Linked DNA regions of Podarcis muralis: region 1 is linked to region 2. The links are chromatin contacts, called in public Hi-C maps. All regions are on one chromosome and are shown on one strand. Each heading gives the region's core, a stretch centred on a gene start, on an enhancer-like site or on the middle of the called end of the contact. The rest is flanking DNA. Distances are from core to core; before and after follow the strand shown.

Region 1 (6,136 bases), core at 1,309-3,808, 160 kb before region 2:
CAGTGCAGTGTGCACTCTTCCCCATAGTTTTCAGGCTCCCTTTCATGGTCCAAGCTCCCCTCCATGACCACTGCAATGCAATGCAGGAATATTTTACATATTATAAACATACTTAGAAATAGATTTTCAGGTGCCTCTTGAAGACTTTCATGGCAACAGTCCTTTGTAGCTGTTTAATTCTTTTATCAGTCAGTCACTTTAATGATTATCTGCGCTGTTTTACCGTAAATTGCATTTTGTTTTAAACTTGTACATCGCCTTGAATTTTAATACAATATATGGTTTTAATTTTGTTTTAAATGTATGTGCTGCTGTGTTTTTAACTACTTTTACTATACAATAGTATGAAATGCAGCTAATAAAATACTATTTTTTTTTACTAATATTTTATGTTATGGCATTATAAAAATACTTTTGTGGGTTTATAAATACATAATTTGACGCTAGAAACTTCCTGAACAGCAGCCATATCCAAAAGCGATCTGTTGCAGCAAAAACAAAGAGTTTTTTGTCACCTTAAAAGGCTACTCATTTATTATAAGTTTTTGGGTTCTAGAGTAATGCAGATCCTAGTCCACAAAGGACCAGGCCATCATAAATGTGCCAGAATGCAATCCTAACCATATCTATTCGGACGCAAGTCCTATGGAATTCAATCGGGCTTACTCTCAAGTAAGTGGGGTTAGGATTGCAGCTGCACAGAGCTAGCACATCCAGGCAGTTGCAAAACATGAGCGTTATGTCAGCCTTATGGAGCGTGTGTGTGTGTCGCAGCCTAGGTCTTTTAAGGTGCCCCAGGGCACTTTATTATTTCTGAAGCTAAGAGAGTTCTTATTTCCATTCATATGCTACAACACTCTTCTCTAAAAGACCAAATTGTTGTGCTATAAACATCTGCAAACCATAATTCTTCCACTATTCTAACCCACATTTGAGTGTAAAGTGCCATATCTCCTCTATGTTAAAATTCCAGAAGATTAACAATGTTTGGATGGGGTTTTTTGGGGGTGGGGTGGGGGAGTACAGTGCCCTGGCAACTTAAGTAAGTTTACAATTTCATAATGGCATAATCATTTATAGGCAAAGGGTCTAGTGCATTGTGTGCATGGAGCTTACTTATTGAATTTGCTAACATGAACAGTTAACAAGTTTAAATGTCTGCTTTCAACAAATCTGAGGCAAAGCTTATTAAAAATCTAATACAAAATGGCCATTCCTCTACACTGCAAAAAAGCTCACTAGCATCTTAAAATCTTCCTTATTTCCTCAGAAGAGAAACGTTTTAGCCAATATCCATCTACAAAAGGTTGATATGTAAAAAAATAATCATGAAAGTAAGTATAAAGGAGATACTAGACGCTTTTGAATCTCTGGCTACAGGATAGAAAAGTGAGGAATGGAGGAACTGAGATGCTATTTGGAGGATGAGGTGGAGGGAGAGAAGATGGGTTTGTAAACACTTGGGAAGCAGCAAATGAAGGCAGCAGTGCAATACCAGATAATATATTTGCAAGAGAAGACGTTTAGGTTTGAAAGTGTGGCCTGGGGCTCAGTGGCAGAACGCTTGCTTTGCAAGCAGAAAATCGCTGGTTCAGTCCCTAAGCATATCCAGGTACTGCAGGGAGAAACCCATGTCCAAAACCCTGGTCCCTGCAACTCAGAATATGAGCTAGGTGGGTCAAATGCCTGACGATGCAACAAAACAGTCTGAATCATAGGATCACAGAATTGTAGAGCTAGAAGTGACCACAAGGGTCATCTAGTCCCACCCCCTGCAATGTAAGAATATTTTGCACGCCTTGGACTAAGACCTGAAAGGCCTGGGTTCGAATCCCTACTCAGCCATGAAGCTCACCATGAGTGACCTTGGACCAGTGGCTGCTTTCCTCTCTGCCTAACCTACCTCACTGAGTTGTTGTGAAGATAAAACTGGGTGCGGATGGGGGTGAGGGAGAACCACGTCCCCCACCTTGAGCTCCTTGAAGGAAATGGTGGTATGGAAATATAATAAACAAACGAATGAATGAACGCTGCGAGTATAGGAAGTAAGGGGCGTCAATACACTACAGGAGATGAGGGAGTGCTGGAAAAAAATATAGACGATGGTGGGGGGAGAAAAGCAGGTAAGAAGGCAGCGGCCCAGAAATGGCACGTGGGAACGGGGAGCTGACAAGAACGGGTGATGCACGTGAGGAGGAGGAGAGCGCGAGGAGGGCTGGAAAAAGCGGCGGCCAGATTGGGCACCACAGGGAGGGAGAACCCCGGGCCACCGCTATAGGAACCGGTGAAGTAGGTGCAGAAGAGGGAGGCGGCGCTCGAGGATCGTCAGGAAAGCGGAGAAGGAAGCAGGGAAAGGGGGCGAGGCGGGTGAAGCGGGAGAGGGCGCTTGGGCGCCCGGCCGCCTCTCCCAACCCGGCGCGCAAACCTGCCTGTGCAGAAGTGGCCGGTGAGCAGCGCGGAGCTCGCTCTCTGCCAGGGCCGCCGCGACCGGCCAAGGGGCAACGACGACTCGGCGCGAGGGAGCTCCGCCCGGCTCGGCCCGCGCAGCCGCCGGCCCGCCCAGCCAAGGGGTGGGGAAGGGGAGGAGGAGGAAGCCGCGGCGGCGGCGGCGGCGGCCTCGGAGGCCCTAGAGCCGCTTGTCTTTCCCAACCTCGAGGCGCGAGCGCTGCGCAAATTGGCGCGTATTCCCGACTTGGCGTGCGTAATATTGCTGCTGGGATTTTGTTGCGCTGGAAACGCATCGGACTAAAACAGCCTCATCCGACCTAGGCGTCTTCAATTTGTAGTCCCCAAAAATCTGGAGGGCACCAGGATGGGGAAGGCTAGAGTCGCTAGACTAAAAGTGAAAACCTTGCAGGATATCGGTTTGACTAATCCTTTTACTGGCCTACTATTTCCACGATGTAAGCTTAAACCTGCTTATTTATGAGTAAATCCTACCTAGTGCAATGGTATTTACTCCCAAGGAGTAAAAAGCTTTTTAACTTTTTACCTGTGTTCTAGACAGCAAATTAGGATTTCAGATCGCTTGCCCTACCCAAAACACTACCCACCCGATTTTGCTTAATACCACTGGTCCAGCAACACAAGGAGCAAAAGTGGCAACCCAAACTATAAGGACACCAGTCACACTGACAGCATACCAAGTGGATCTCAGTTCTGTTACAAGCTGCGTTGCTGCTGAAATTTTACCATCTGCAGCACAGCCCTAAGCAAACTTTCCCGGGGCTGGCTGGGCAAAGCCTACGGCTGTATGAGGCCCTTCTCTCAATGTGTATGAAATGCCTGCCCCATAGAAGCCCACCTAGTCTTGCCTAGATGCTGTTTTGGGGAGGCTGCTTGATGTTTTATAATCCATGTCCAGAGTTTGGATACGAAGACACAAGGGTGCCTTATTTAGATGCCTAAAGCTGCAGTTCTATATAACACTTTCCTGGGAAATAAGCCCAATAGGTTTTCCTTTACTTCTTAGCAAACATGAATAGTATTGCCCTGTAAATAAAAGGCCCAGTAATTGGCTATTCTTAAATGTATTATTACATTTCAGAAAATAATCCTGTCACAGTCTTCATTTTACTTTATTTTTAAAACAAACCTGCCACATTCTTTTTTGTTACAAAAAGAGCTGGGGTTGTTCTGTTCATTTTGCAGCCTATGAGGCTTTTGCTTGAAAGAGACAATAGGTGGCAGACTTGGATCAGATTTCTTAAGTTTACAATGAACAGAACATGTTTGGGTGGCAGCTGTTGCTCAACCCATTATGGACTCCTCCTGCTGTAACAAACAGGTTTTATTGGTGTCACAAGATTCATAGGCTGGCACCCAAAGAGCTGCTTAGGCATGCCTATGTACATCTAATAGGTTGAGGAGTTTTTTTGGGGGGGAGGGATTTCACAACCCACTGGGGGCAGGGAGGAGGGGACAAAGTGCTAGCCTCATTTTCAAACCTGGTTTGGGAGAGGAATAATCAATAAATGCAAGTCCCCCTGGTACACATAGAAATAGTTGCATCTGGTACAACTCAAACTGCATCTGGTACAACTCAAATTAACCCTCATATTTTTATTTTAGAAGTTCCTGACAGAGAGGCATTATTCTGCCTTAGTGGCAGAATAACATGGCAACCCATCCAGAAAGTTATTAAAAGGTACAGAAAGATATTGCAGACAAGAGAGAGGACATAAAGGTGGATGAAATTCAGTCCCAAAGGACACCCTGTAATCTGCAGCTAAAGCCCAATCTTAAACATGCACACCTGCAGGTTAATCACATTGGAATCAATAGGACTCATTTCTCAGTGAACACGGGTATGGACTGGGCTGTAAGAAGTATTGCCACATTTCCCCATCCCCTTGAGAAAAGGCCCCAAGCTTTCAACAACTGCATAATGGGTAGAAGATAAAAGCTCAGAAACATACATACATATATATGTTTGCTTCTGTTGTGGCCAGATCTTTATTCATTTCTGTACTAAGAGCAAGTACGTGTTTTTGTGTGTGAGAGAGAAATAAAAGGGTGAAGCAAGGTTAACTTCATCACACACAATCCCTTCGGATTTGCTCTCATTTCTGGCTAGTGTTCTCCTCCTAATTAGCTCCTAATTAGGTAATTGGGCCTAGTTCCACACAGCCCCTCTGGCAACTTTCTCCAAGATGAAGCCGCCTCTTCCAGTGTAAAATGAGGGTGTTTTTGCAGTTCCGCAGTCTGAATTTTGCTGTTGTTCACATCCAGATCAATTCAATATACAATTCAAAAAAATTAACCCCACTCCACCCCCATTTCCTAGAACATAACTAAAACATTAACTCATATGTAGGCAGCATGGGAGCTGCTTTTAGTGTTGTATATGAAGAAAACATACAGTACTAATATGTCTGTGCCACTGTAGATAAAGGCATTAAGATAGTTAACCCAAGGTTTAAACTATAAAGGATACCATGAGTTTTAGTTCCAAAAATAGGATGTGTACTGTACACTGAGCTGTAATCGTCTAGGCATTACAACCTTAAATTGGTTTAATACTCATTCCCCCCCTTCCCAGGGAACCTTGGAACTACCCTTGTGAGGTAGGTCAGGCAGAGAGAGACTGTGGCTGACTCAAGGTCACCCAGTGAGCTTCCTGGCTGAGGGGGGATTTGAGCCAAGACCACCCAGATCCTAGTCCAGCACTCTAACCACTGTAACACACTGGCGAGATTTGCTAGCGGGGATGTAACATTTTCTACCTGCATGTAAAAATTAATTGGCAGGGCATAGGGGAAGACGATGCGTGGTTTACTGAGTTCAGCTACAGTGATGCTTAAACTAGTTGCCCATTTCAGGTGTATTTACAATTCTGGACGTTCAAAGTCTGAAGAGCCAGTGGGTATTGCATACCCTCCAAGTTTCCCTATTTCCCAAGGACAGGTCTGGAATTGCAAAAAGCCATCCTGGCTTCTGATCAGATCCCAGAATGTCCTTATTTTCCCTGCCAAGCTTGGGGAAGAGGATGAGCCAGCGCTTTTCCCGAGCAATGGTGGCAGAGGGAGAGCATCCTGTTGCCGCTACATGGCTGCCACTGCTGGCCTCCTTCCCTGAGCAGCTCATAGCAGCGGCTGGAGAGGAGGGTAAGGAGGAAAGGCTGTTGTTGGCAAGGCCCAACCTTGCGTGACGCACCAGCCCTGAGGTGCTGGCAGAGAACAGGGCTGCTCTAGGTGAGAAGAAAGGGGAAGCAGAGCAGAGCGCAAGGAATCATATACACACACACACACTTTGTCCATCCGCGTCTAATCTGGAACCTTTCTAAAATTTATTTCTTGGTGTTTCTTTTTGTAAATCTACCAAAGAATTAAATAAAATCAGGGTTAATTGCTTTTTTCAGGACAGTGGAGGAAGGGTGTGCTGTGTCCGATTGGTGTGGTGGAAATGGTCTGAGGGGACAAAAATGGGGGGCAGAAGAGGGTCAGTTGTGGGGAGTGATAAATGTCCCCATTTTCATCTGAGGCATGTTGGAGGGTATGGCATTGTGTAGTCGTTAAAGAGTGTCGGACTAGGACCTGGGAAATAAGGATTTAAATCATTGCTCAGCCAGGAAGTTCACTGCTTGACTTTGAGCCACTCACAATCTCTGGGCCTAATCTACCTCAGTGTTGTTGCT
Region 2 (6,085 bases), core at 2,040-4,539:
CATTCCAAGCTCCCCCTCCACTCTGTCCTCAGTGAACTGCTCAGCAGAGTTTTTATGAGTAGTAAAATAATTGGTGAGGCACAGCCTTGGAGAAAAAATGGCCAACCACTTGGAAATTGACCATTCTCGCATCGAAAGTCAATGTCTGCTCCAAACTTGATACCACAGTTGATTAGGCCTTTAGAGGTACTTAGAGCATTGCCATTTTTTTCAGTTATTGTTGCCTGAGGATACAGCAGAACATTAGAAGATGTCAGGCCCACCACATGCTCTCTTGACCCTTGCCCATTTTGGCTTTTAAGATCTAGCAAGGAGGAACTTGATTAGGCGGATCAAGGAAATGGATTATGTCTCACTTAGAAGTCGTAGTGCATTCCTTCCTGAACCATCCAGTCACATATCCCATTCCTGGGCAAGATAGCAGTGTGAGACAGCTCGCCAACTACAAACATTCCAGGATAAAATTAATTATTCAACCTAATTTCAGTTTGCCTTCAGATCGGTATGGCACTGAAACAAACAATCTCGGTCATCCTTAAAGGACTGCTCCCATACAGTAGTATTGGGGGACATCTGCTCAGCTTCATGGCATTCATATTGTCCCCCATTCACTTTAATGGAAACCAGCAGCCATGTGTGGACCAGGACAGCCTGGTGGCAATGACCACCAACCAACACACACTCTACCATCTCTCAGTTGAATTCCTGCAACACACTCTACATGGAGCTGCTTTTCAATATAGTCCAGAAGATGCAGTTAGTGAAGAATTCCACTGCCATGTTTTTACATGGGGTAGCAAGAAGAACTCTGCACAAGGCCCAGTTCAAGAGTATGGACATATAAGGCCCTGTACAGTCTGGGGCACTAGTACTTTTATTTTATTTTTATTTATTAAATATTTTCTTGATTTACAAAGGTCTGTGCAATGTCTCTCTCCCGTATCCCCCCCCCCATGTAATATTTTTTACAAATCAGTTTCATTTGTTAAGACATTAGGAAGAAAAGGGGGAAAGAGGTGGAGGGGGGAAAAGATGGGTGGGGATGTTTCTATTTTACTTAATATATGTAGGGTTTGGTGTCTGGCACTAGTACTTTTAGAACACCTCCCCAGATGCTGCTGCCCAGGACTGACCTGCTGGGAGCCTGAAGGGCCCTGCCCTGCCTCTCTCCACCTGGCTTGGGGCGGGGCCTGACAGGCTCCATAAAGGCCTGCTGCTGCTCCACAGAGAGGGCTCCTTTTTTAATTTGTTTTTATTTTTTATCTATGTCATTTTAAATTGTAATTGATATTAATGTTGTATTTTTTAGTTTTAGATTTTATTTATGTGGAAATTGTTTTCCATTTGGTTGTGTACCTTTTGATGTGTTTTATTTATTGTTTATGATTTTTGTTATGTTATGTTGGTAATTGTAAGCTGCCTTGAGCATTGTTTTAACTATGGAAAGGCGGTATAGAAATAAAATGGTGTGTGGGGGGGTGATAATACCTTCCAACCTATGCTTGGGAGAACTTGTTCATGATGCCACTGGTAGGCAAAGACCAAGGAGTAGGGGCATAAGGCAGGGACTTCTTGGTGGTGCCCCCCCAACATTATGGCATTTCCTCCTGACTGAGATTCAGTTGTCCCTGTCCCTCCACATTGCCAACAACCAGGTGTAAAGTTAAAACATTTTGCCACCCTGGGTTGCCACCCGGAGGTGAGGGGTAGGTATTTAATGAATAAAACAGGTGTCAACCTAGCAGTTCGAAAGCACATCAAAGTGCAAGTAGATAAATAGGTACCGCTCCGGCGGGAAGGTAAACGGCGTTTCTGTGCGCTGCTCTGGTTCGCCAGAAGCGGCTTAGTCATGCTGGCCACATGACCCGGAAGCTGTATGCCGGCTCCCTCGGCCAATAAAGCGAGATGAGCGCCACAACCCCAGAGTCGGTCACAACTGGACCTATTGGTTAGGGGTCCCTTTACCTTCACCTATTTTAACAGAGTTTATTGCCTTCTACATTACATTCCAAACACTATTATCGTTCTGTTTTATTTATTTTAAATTACGGTTTTGTGAAATCTGTACAGTGGTACCTCGGGTTACATACGCTTCAGGTTACAGACTCCGCTAACCCAGAAATAGTACCTGGGGTTAAGAACTTTGCCCCAGGATGAGAACAGAAACCACACGGTGGTGGCAGCAGGAGGCCCCATTAGCTAAAGTGGTGCTTCAGGTTAAGATCAGTTTCAGGTTAAGAACGGACCTCTGGAACGAATTAAGTACTTAACCTGAGATACCACTGTATTGTGTTTTTAAGATTGTTGTTAGTCACCCTGGGCTCCAGCTGGAGGAAGGGCGAGGTGAAAGAATAACAAACAAACCCTCGCTGACAGCATTTCCTTCTCTTGTGCAAGTGTGTTTGTGTGCGCCCAACAACTGAGAACCACGTTCCGTATCTATCTCCCGTTAAGGAAAACTTCTGCCACAACGGATTTGTTGAAGTCTTTAAAAGGGCGCCACAGCATTTACCAAAACGCTGCCCGTAAGCCTCTCCCCTTCACTTATTATGAGCAGCCCACCACCCAGGCGTTGTTTCTCGCCCCCTCGCCCCCACCCCAGGCCAAACAGCGCTTCTCCCTCCCTTCCCCTAGTCCCGTAAACATCACCATGGAAACCCAACCCTCAGGCCGCCCCCGCCCCCTTGTCTCCGCTTCAGCCCCGGCGCCCCTTCCCCGCTCAACTCCTCTCACCTGCCGGCCGGCCGGGTTCCCTCAGGGAGCTGGCGGCGGGGGCGGCCCGTTGGGTCAGGGGCGCGTGCCTCCCCGCGTGCGGTTGCCAAGCCGGGGCCGCGCGCGGCGGGGCGGGGCCGCTGGCGGCGGGAGCCGGAGGGGTCGCGAGGAGGTAGTGGAAGGGGCTGTAGTAGTAGCCGCCGGGAGGCGGGGCGGCGGAGGCGGCGGCTCCGGCCATGAGCGCGGCCAGGCCGCTCTGCCAGCTCAGGTAGCCGCAGTACGAGTCCCACAGCCACTGGTGCACCCGCCGAGAGTACTCCCCCGCGCTCAGCGACTCCGAGGCGGCGGCGGCGGCGGCGGCAGTGTGGGCGCCGCCTGTTTCCTCAGGGCCGCCGCCGCCACCTGGGACCTCCTTGGTCTCTGCCATGGCCCCGGCCCGGTGCGCGGCCTTCTCCGCGGCGCCTGTCACTGCCCGCGGGCCTCACTGCGCAGCTGCAGGGCCATCCCGCTCCCCGACCGCGTACGCCGGATATATAACATATATCTGCGTGACAGGCCGAGCGTAACTTTCGCGGCGCCGGCTGCGTAGCTCTGACGTCACTGGCGGAGGCGGGGCTGAGAGAGAGAGAGAGAGAGACGGCCCAGAGGCACGGTTTGGAGCGTACCACTGCCTCTTCACGACCCTACGTGAGATGGTATCGCCCAGCTGCGCCGCTCGGTGTTTCTGGGGCTGGGCTTGCGCCCCGCCCGCAGCAGAGAAAAGAGAAGTACGATAAGGAAAAGAGGCAGGGCGGCCAAAGTCCTTGCACTGGAAGACGTTTCCTATCATCCCGAACCCCTGCGGTCTGCCATACCCCTTTGCAGGTGGGAATCAGAAGGCGCCGAGCTGCCCAGGATCACCAGTGCACTTAGAATAGCAACGTGTTTGACCTGTGAGCTTTGACCAGGCGTCCTTGCAACTTGCACATCCTCTTTTTTTATCTCCTTCAAGTTCTCTAGAAGAGGGGACTAAAGGTTTTCAGCGAAAGCAACAGGCAGTTGTACAGCGTTGCTGACCATGCCGGACTATGTTTTGAAGACTCGCCCAGATTATCTGAAGCAAACAGGGATCCCTTGGAAGCAACCTGTCCCCAGCTCCCTGACCCTCTGGGGATCCTTTATCCTCTCTTGCCTGGCAGCCAACGAGATAAACAAACGCCTTGTGTTGGGATAAGTTGGCACAGCTCTTGGCTGTAAGGCCAAACCTATTTTGTAACATCCTTTGTCCGTGTGTTTAGCTGGCTTCAGCTGCTTGACCTCATTTCTAAGTATTTTTGGATCAGACTTTGAGTGAAGTATTGCATTCATTGTGAGAGTTTTTGCTACAAGTTTGGGCTGCTTCGGAAAATCAGTGTAGAAAGCAAATGTGTTATCATTCTAAGAATCTAGTCCGCAATAATATAATAGTACTGTAACATAAGAAGATCCCTGCTGGGTAAGAACATAGGCCTATCTAGCCTGGCTTTCCATTCTTGCAGTAGCTAAGGAGAAGTATCAGGGAAGCCTACAAACAGGATATGAGCACAGCATCTTCCTGCCATTCCTAACCCCCAGCAGCCTTTACTTAGAGGCAAACTACCTCTGGTACTAGAAGTAATATACGGCCATTGTGACTACCAGCCTTATCCTCCACAAGTAATGGGTGGATATTCCTTTTTGAGTCAATGTGTTTAGGTTTGGTTTCAAACTGTAGTTCGGGTTGAGCATAGAAGTCTTACTGCCTAGTCCTATCAATATTTACTCTTGAGCTCAGGGAGGCTTACTCCCAAGTAAATGTGCATATTTGCAGTCTTAGAACTTAGCTGCAGTCCTATGTGCAATTGGGAATACCTCTGGGTGAATTTTCAGTGGAATTAATTAATATACAAACACTGAAGAAGAAAGTTTGCTCGAACAGTATATTGCCACTGCAGCAGGTAAAAGTAAGGTAAAGGACCCCTGGACGGTTAAGTCCAGTCAAAGGTGACTGCAGCATAACATTAAGACAGATACATTATTTTAATTCAATTGCACACCAGTGTAACCCTCATACTAGAGATGAACAGCAGCAACCTGCCATCCTCTTATAGGATCAGCAACTTTTTTATTTCTTATTCATATGTACTCCTTGGTGCTTAACTCTAACTTGATTGTGAGTATTCACATATATTCGAATAATTAGACATGAGACCTGAGTGATTGTTTTCCCTAGCTCTCCCTGTATTTGAATGATTGCCCTTAGAATTCTAAAATAGTGTCACGTTTTTAAAATATAAATGTCACAGCCCTCTTCAAGATAAAATTAACAGTATCATTTGTTCTTTTTTAATTTAACAAACATATTTTCAAAACTGTAGCTCTTCCCATTTTTTCTGAGGAGTGTTTGGAAATCGTTTACATTCTAGTGCTTATTCTGCCACCTAGTGGCTATGCAGAGTCAGTATCTCAACAAAGTATCTCAAAAAAGTAAAAGTCAGGTATACTGTATTTGCTTTTTTGCTTTATTTTCACAGTCATATTTGTAGATTCTGCTTTTAATTGCAAAGTGAGAACACAAGTTGATTCACATTTAAACACATAATTTCCCCAAGCATATGTTCTTTAAAGCCTTTTCTTATTGAGTATTTGCTGAAGGTGGTGAAAGCCACTGAGCCTCTTGGGCAGGGGTCGGCAAGGTTTATCTTGCCTGGGCCGGATCATTCTGCATCTGCGCGTGTGCAGATGTGATGTTCAGCGCTATGGAAGTGAGTCCCTGCACCACGCTGCGCCAGTTTAGCTCAGTGTGCGAGCGGGCAACTCGATTCAGGGGCGGCTCGTGGGCCAGTAAACGACCTCCATGGGCTGCTTCCAGCCCATGGGCCTTAGGTTGCTGACCCCTGCTCTTGGGCTTGCCAATCGGAAGGTCAGCGGTTTGAATCCCCACAACAGTTGAGCTCCCGTTGGTCTGTGGCAGCTCTTGCCAACCTAGCAGTTCGAAAGCACACCAGTGCAAGTAGATAAATAGGTACTGTTTCCCTGGATAGTGCGTGTGTCCTCAAGGTTCTCAATTCTTAAATCCGCTTAAATCACGTGCTCATCATTCATTATGTAATTTGAGAAAATTTGAAGATGCATTGGATACATATATCTTTTAACTTTCTTTTCCCTTCCTTACCCTCTTGTACATCCTGATCTGCCAAAATTCCTATTGGCAAGCTCCTTTGGTGGGGGAGTGGGGTTTGTAGTATGGTGCTTTGTGCCACACACATTGGCAACATATAAGTAAATAAATCACTAAATAATCAGATGGGCAAGGGCAGATTCTTTGTGTAATGTCTTCCTCCCAGCCTCTCCGTTTGCTGACTCTCGGCTCATA

What was found. A called contact is a pair of places that touch in the nucleus more often than the background predicts.
Region 1: a contact with region 2 is called in a Hi-C map of blood, with 5 times the contacts expected there. The contact joins the promoter of TBC1D7 here to the promoter of FAM8A1 in region 2. A contact is called at or near these places in 2 of 3 Hi-C or Micro-C datasets (blood and tail).

Annotation. Positions count from the first base shown.
Region 1 is chr8:61,368,758-61,374,893 of rPodMur119.hap1.1, reverse strand. TBC1D7 (TBC1 domain family member 7) reads right to left here and starts at 2,558. Exons shown (of 10, transcript XR_003707691.2): 1 at 2,430-2,558.
Region 2 is chr8:61,208,217-61,214,301 of rPodMur119.hap1.1, reverse strand. It overlaps FAM8A1 (family with sequence similarity 8 member A1), which reads right to left and starts at 3,289. Exons shown (of 5, transcript XM_028737690.2): 1 at 2,734-3,289. The coding sequence starts at 3,139.